2 separate regions of the Canis lupus genome follow, and region 1 is linked to region 2. A link is a contact called in public Hi-C data. All regions are on one chromosome and are shown on one strand. The core of a region is the stretch at or near the end of the contact, and the rest is flanking DNA. Distances in the headings are between cores, read along the strand shown.

Region 1 (3,532 bases), core at 469-2,968, 68 kb before region 2:
TAAGAAGCCTCATTTGTGATAAAAAAAAAAAAAAGCATAGCTCCAGGAATAATTACTAAATCTTTTTTTTTTAATATTTTTTTAAATTTTTTTATTTATTTATGATAGTCACAGAGAGAGAAAGAGAGGCAGAGACACAGGCAGAGAGAAGCAGGCTCCATGCACCGGGAGCCCGACGTGGGAATCGATCCCGGGTTTCCAGGATCGCGCCCTGGGCCAAAGGCAGGCGCCAAACCGCTGCGCCACCCAGGGATCCCAATAATTACTAAATCTGTATTAAAGATTCACCTCGCCCATGCATACTTTTTTAACAACCAATTTGGTCGGCTGACCTGCACAAACTTCCAGAATGAGCATTGACCAAAGACTATTCCTGGCTAATGTTGTTCCCAAACAAAACTTCATCAAAACAGAATAATCAAGAGAGGGCTCTGCTACTTTCTGTATGCTCTGATAGAGGGTGACTCTTTTTTTTCCAATGAGTAGAAGTTTAGACAAAACCCATCCTTCTATTTGGGTCCTGACAGTAATTTGGATCAGCCTAAGTTTGAGTCCTCGTTCACCACCTCCCAGCTGGATAGCCTCAGCCACATTACTTAACGTCTCTGAGATTCTTTACCTATAATAGCTATTATAATAGTTACTTAACCTCTCTAAGCTTTACCTAAATTAGTTCCCTGGCTGGTTAGTTGGGAAAATCAAGTGAAATGTCTTTAATAAAGTGGACTGAGTGAAGTCTGTCCTTATGTGTGCATTTAATTATCCAGACTTTGGCTGTTTATCTCTGTTTTCTGTAGAGGAAGAAAACGGGACAGTGAAATTTTCTTAATGATTTCATGCTTCTCCAGTCACAGTCAAATCCTAAATCACAAATCAGAAACACTGCTGGGGGTTGGGGAACTGAAAAACGTTAATTTAGTGGTCAAAGAATTAAAATGAAAACTCTTGCAGCATGGATTTCCCACGCTGATGTTGGCTGGGCCATGTCGGGAGGGCAGGAGTCCGACTTCTTGCATGGCTTAAAGCCACCAACAGAGGGCGGTGGTTCTGCGGTACACAGCGAGGGAAATGGGATAGGGGGTGCAGGGAAATGAGAAGAGGAAGAGCAGCAGATTGTAGCTTTACTCGCTGGTTTCTATTTGTGATCTGGCTGGATGTGCCGGGCTGATTCATCCTTACAGCAGGTGGTTGTACTCTATTCTTCCCTGAAATGCATTTCTTGCCTTTACATGTAGACACAGGGGGTATCAGATATTGATATTTCATACACTAAATTGTTTATATTTTATACACTTGTTTTACTGGTTCTAGATTGTCTTCCTCTACATCCCACTCAGTAGGTCTCTAGCCTTGGATAGAAAAAGAGGGACCTGGAAACAGCTGGAAACAGGATAATCAGAGAGCTGATACTGTTCTTAAGATCTGTGGGTCCCAGAGCAAGAGGAGAAAAGGAGGTCCCTATGCTGAATCTCTAAGTGGTTAAAAGTTACAGATCAAGCTAACTGTCAAACAGAATACATTCTATCCTCCTACTACTCTAACAAATATATGGCCGAGAAGGCCAGGCCTGAATTTAGAGCTCTTGGAGTCTGCAGCTCTGAGCTACATTATATGGGATGTTAACCTTCAGCCTTTGCAGCTGCCCCCTGCCCACATCCCTGATCCTGGGTTCATCCTGCAGCCTGCAGGTCTAAGATCTGCTCACTCCCTGCAAAATGCTACCCTTGGACCCAGGCATGCACACACAGGTAGTCTGGTTCCCAGCAGAAGAGATTCAAGCTTGCATAGGACCTGGAAGTGCTCAGGACCATTTACTAAGAAAGTCCAGGGACCCTGAGTCTAGAAGAGGACAGTGGGCTCTGGGTAGACACGACCCCTCTTGCCTGAGCCTAAGGACAGTAACTGAAGAGTTCTGGTAGGTGTCACTGGATGGTGGTGCTGACTTTCTCACTTATTGGCTGGAATCCAGGGCCAACTGTGTGCTCACTCTACACCTCACCTCCTGGGGGCCCAGAGAAGATCTGGTAGCAATGGATGTGAGAGCACCTATAAGCTGGGAAGAGCCACATAAATATCTGGACTAATTATATCTGCTATTACCTCAGGCCTCAAAGCACAAGTTTAACAGGATCAGCAAAGATTCAGGAGCCCAGACCAAATGCTGGATGTACAAGTATGTACGAGCACTTGTTGCCTCTCAGGCAAGATATAAACAGAGCTGGCTTTTTTTTTTTTTTTTTTAAGATTTTATTTATTTATTCATGAGAAACACAAAGAGAGGCAGAGATAGAGGCAGAGTGAGAAGCAGGTTCCATGCGGGGAGCCCGGTGCGGGACTTGATCCCAGGATCTCGGGATCACTCCCCGAGCCAAAGGCAGATGCTCAACCGCTGAGCCATCCAGGCATCCCCAGAGCTGGCTTTTAAAATATATACAGTTCCAACCCACGGGATGAATGCCGACAAGCTCTGTCTTCCTTGGAGTGTGATATCACAGATGTGACAGACCTTTTTACTGTCATCCCACACAGAAACAGCCTTGTAGAAATCAACAGAGAGCATGACCCAATCCTGTTCCTGAGGCTTTCAAAAGGATTATGTTTACAAGTATGGGACTGCGTGACTGCTGAACGTTCCTGGTTTTATGCAAAAATGGTGTTGGTTAAGCAAGCTGTGGACAATGTTTAATGGAAGTCAACAGAAATGATGTTCATGGAGTCTAAGTCATAACATGGAAAAAGGGTGATACTATAATGAGCGAAAAAGGCAGGATTCAATATGTGTGCCCAAGATGCTGAGAAGTATGTTTAAACACACAGGCACCCACACAAGGAAAAACATGGGAGGAAATATACCAAAACATTAACAAGGACTGTTTTGAGTGATGAGAATCTGAGTTATTTAGTTTCTCTAGTTTTCCAAAATCTATTTAATAGACATTATTTATAATATCTATTTTAAACAGAAATTGAGAAAAAGCTAAAAATTATTTAAAATTTAGTTAACCACGTGGGGCGCCTGGGTGGCTTAGTTGGTTATGTGTCTGACTCTTGGTTTCAGCTCGGATCATGATCTCAGGGTCCTGGGGTCAAGCCCCATTGGGCTCCCCACTCAGTGGGGAGTCTGCTTGAGAGTGTCTCTCTCTCTCTCTCTGTCCTTCTGCCCCTCCTTGCAGCCCCCCACATGTTCTCTCTCTCAAAACAAATAATAAATCCTTAAAAAAATTTAGTTAACTATGCTTATGTGTTCAAAATACTTTCTTCTGAAAATTATGAAATATTTCAACCATACAGTAAAATTATAGAAAATACTACAACACATAGCATGAACTCACTAGTCAAACATAACAGATTTAACATTTTTCGCTGTTTTTTAAAAAAAAAACATTAAAAAAAAGGGGGGGGCACCTGGGTGGCTCAGTTGGTTGAGTGTCTGCTTTTGGCGTCCTGGGATGGAGCCCCACATCTGGCTCTCTGCTCAGTGGAGAGCCTGCTTCTCCCTCTCCCTCTGCCTGCTGCTCTGCCTACTTATGTG
Region 2 (3,496 bases), core at 595-3,094:
CATCAAAGCCGGTGGCGGCGGCTTCCTGCCCGACCCACAGTCTGGGGGGACGCGCGACTCACACCAGGGAATTAATGCAGGGGTTGGTGCTCCAAGATAAACCCCCAAAGACGAGGGCTTGCCCAGAGATTTCTACGGGAGCATTTTCTGCACCAGAAAACTGCACACTTGAGTTCGGGGGAGGGGGGGCCTAGTGCGGGATCCGGAGGATACCAGGGGCGGCTATTGTTCTCCAGGTCTCTCGGGCGGGAGACGTCCCCCATCCCGCCTCCCAGCCAGCATCTGCCACTGGACCAAGCCTTTCAGCCCCGAGAAGAAAAGGGTGTGCCTGCGGCGCTGCGGATTATCGCAAAACCTGAAGCGAGTCCCCACGGGCTGTGTCAGGCCGGGAGACAAAGCTCCTGGTGGGGACAGCTCAGCCCCGTCTCGGATCCGCCATCCTGGGTCTGTCGCCTGTCCAAGGGCCACGCCCAGCTGGCCACCTGGACCGCCAGGCTGCACGCCTGGAGCTTAGGGTCTTCAGGCCCGGGACTCGCCTCCCAGCCGCCCGCGCCTCCTCCCTCCCCCGGGAGACCTCCCTCCCCAGAGGGACCCTCCCCCTGCCCGCGCGGATCTCCTCCCCCCAGGCGTCTACCCTCCGCAAACCCCGGCGGTCTCCACCCTCCAGCATCTCTCCTCCCATCCCATCCTCATTCTTCATCAGCCCCAGACTCGCCCCGCCTCGCGCCACCTGCACCGCACTCCTTCCCTCCCTCTTCAGGCCCGCCCCCCGCCCCCTCTCTTTGCTCCTCAAACCCTGGTCTCCACTTGCCTCTCTCCCCGGACTCGGTCCACCTGTCCCCACCCAGCTTTCCCATCTCCCCATCTTTGCTCAGACTGAGGCCTGGCGTCCGCCTCTCTCCGTCCCAGCTTCTGTCTGGCTCCGGCTCTTGCCCCTCCCCGGCCTGGGGCGTCGATGTCGGTCGCCCGCCAAGACCGCTGCTGCGGGGAGAGCTCCCGCACTGGGCTCCAGCGAAGGCACCCGGCGAAGGCACCCGGCGAAGGCACCCAGCTCGGCGCTCGCTCTGGGCCGGGCAGCCACAGGCGGCCTTTGTGGTTCGGGCAGGTGCCTCGGAGGCAGCAGGCGAATTGTCCTTAGGCACCGCCGCGTTGGCCAGACGGGTGGAACGGGCCGTCGGGTCCGGTCCAGGCTGGGCAAATCCCAACCCGGAGGCGAAATGGACGCAGGGTGTGTGCACCGGTGGTAGCGGGGGGCCACGGGCAGCGACCATCCAGGGATTCGGGCAGGACGGGCCCGTAGCCAGAGAAGCCCCCGCCCAGGCTTCCAGCCATTCAGTGCACCTCGACGAGCGAGGCTGGGCGCCTACTGTGTGCTAAGAGTGAAAGCCCTTCAACCAAGCCGTCTTCTCACCCCAGTTCTTTGCAATCCCACGAGCACGCTCGAAACGCCTACTATGAGCAAGGCACTGCACGGAGCTCTGTGGGCGTACAAAGAGGGCCCGATCTCGACCCCAGTTTAGCCCCGATGGCCGCCCCAATCCCAAACCACACCTCCCGCCGCGTCCCCTGAGGCCGGGTCCCTGGGTGCACCCCTATCCCTGCCCTTTTGTGCGCCTCCCAGAGAAACGGAGGCCGTGAGAAGGATGTCCCAGCCCGGGGAAAATGAGCCCACCGCCCGCCCCGCCATCACGCACTCCTCCGGGATGCTGCGGCTGCGAGGGTCCGTCGGTCGGTCCGTCTCTCCTCGGTCTCGCCGCGGCGCGGGAGCTGCGGGTGCTCAGGGCGGCGGCGGCTGCACGCGCGCTCGCTCGATCGCCGCCTTGGAGCGCGCGGCGCTGGAGTCGGAAGCCGGGAGCTGGGGAGGGGACGTGGGTGGGGGCTGGAGGCGGCCTCGGCCAATCACCGACCCGACGCCTCCTCTCCAGCGCTCCCCACCTCGCGCTAGCAGGTTAGGGGGAGGCGGGCACAGGCGGCGCCCCGCATCTTCGCCGCCGCGCGCGGCCGCCGCCTTGGGACTACAACTCCCGACAGGCCCTGCTGCAGGGCCGGGGTCCGAGAGGGGAAGGAGAGTGAGGCCCGAGAACCCGCCGACCCCCCTCGCGCCCTCCTCCGCGTGCCTTTGGGTTTCCATGGTGACCCACGGCCCTTCACAAAGCCCCGGCGCTGAGACGCGCTGATGCACGAGTCCCCTGGGAGGGCTCTGGGGCGGGTCCCGAAGACACAGCACCTCCCCTCCCCCTGCACGACCCCACCCGAGGGGCTGAAACAATGCCCCGGCCGCCTCACCCGGTGGCTGCCGGGCCTGCCCTTTGCCGCCGGCTTCCCTCCCGGACCCAGTACGACGCCTTCGAAGCGGGCGCTCGGCGAGGTCGCACGCTGGAGCGGGCGGGGTGGACGTTAGAGAAAAATATCCTCACGTAGGTACAGTACACAGTGGACGGCCACTCAGGGCCAACCAAGTTCGCATCTGCCCCCGCCGGGGACTCGAACCCCGGGTTCATTCTCTGGGCTGCTCTGAGCTAGAGCTGCTCCATCCAGAGCTCTCAGGTCCAGCCACCTGTCCTGTTTCTGACACCTTCTTTCAGGACATAGTGAAGTGTTTGGAAATGTTTTATGACTCAATTTACACTCACCTTTTTTTCTTCACGTTTTAAACATAAATTAACTAAATCAACAAATCTAGAAAAGGAGAGGGAGGATTATCAGGCCTTAGTACCACCTCCCTAAACCCCTCTTAAGCCTTTACTGTAATCTTTTATGTAGTTGTAATAATAGCTTAGCTGTGATTTAGTAATTTGCTTCTTTTCACTTAATGTCACTTCAAAGCCGTTTCTATTGATTAAAATGCACCAATGAGTTCTCACCTCCAACCCCATCCAGAGTCCCTCCCGGGAACCCCAATGGGTTACTGCAGAAACCGTCTCCTCCCAGCTTGAGAGACGAGGTGAAGTTGAGGGAGTTCCCAGCCACCTTGCCTGCGCAGCCACAGCCAGAGAGGTAGTTCACACCTCTCTACAAGTTATTTTCAACCAAAATGGTGCTTTACTTCTCCGGAGGATGCCCCACTCCTCTTCTCAACAAAACCCACAGGGGCGGCATGGTGGCAGAGCCTGCAAAGTGAGGTGTCTACGGACCACTTTCACTGCCATCCTTTGCCAAGGGCTCAGGGCCTGGAGCAGGCCAGGCTGGCATTTGGGGAGTGCCCTGCTGGATTATTCACACTGAGTCTGCTTCTCCAAGGAGGAAGGTTTACTATTCAGCCCCCTGCCCCACACATCCTGAGTTTATGAAAGGAGCCCCCAGATGAACCTAGGGCCTACACCAAAGCATCCCTAATCCAGGGAGCCCAGGATGTGGCTGTGAAAACTTGGAGAGAGGGGCTTGTCCTCCCACTGCTTCAGTTTAGGGCACTGCCCTAGGGATTCACAGGCTGGCCAGGCTCTGCAGGGACCTAGGGATTTAGGCAAAATGGATTGAGCCTCAGGGAGGTGGAGTG

The links. A called contact is a pair of places that touch in the nucleus more often than the background predicts.
Region 1: a Hi-C map of amygdala shows a contact between it and region 2, with 5 times the contacts expected there. The contact joins the enhancer-like site here to the promoter of DPYSL5 in region 2. A contact is called at or near these places in 2 of 9 Hi-C or Micro-C datasets (amygdala and skin fibroblasts).

The regions. Positions count from the first base shown.
Region 1 is chr17:20,983,472-20,987,003 of UU_Cfam_GSD_1.0, reverse strand. All of the region lies in intron 2 of DPYSL5 (dihydropyrimidinase-related protein 5), which reads right to left. Among named protein-coding and RNA genes, the nearest start is that of MAPRE3, 53 kb to the left of the region's middle. Within about 2 kb of position 1,718, at least 3 of the 20 cell types and tissues checked have an H3K27ac peak or open chromatin away from gene starts, as enhancers often do.
Region 2 is chr17:20,916,066-20,919,561 of UU_Cfam_GSD_1.0, reverse strand. DPYSL5 (dihydropyrimidinase-related protein 5) reads right to left here and starts at 1,844. Exons shown (of 13, transcript XM_038561032.1): 1 at 1,695-1,844. LOC119869731 (a long non-coding RNA gene) reads left to right here and starts at 2,060. Exons shown (of 4, transcript XR_005372248.1): 1 at 2,060-2,417.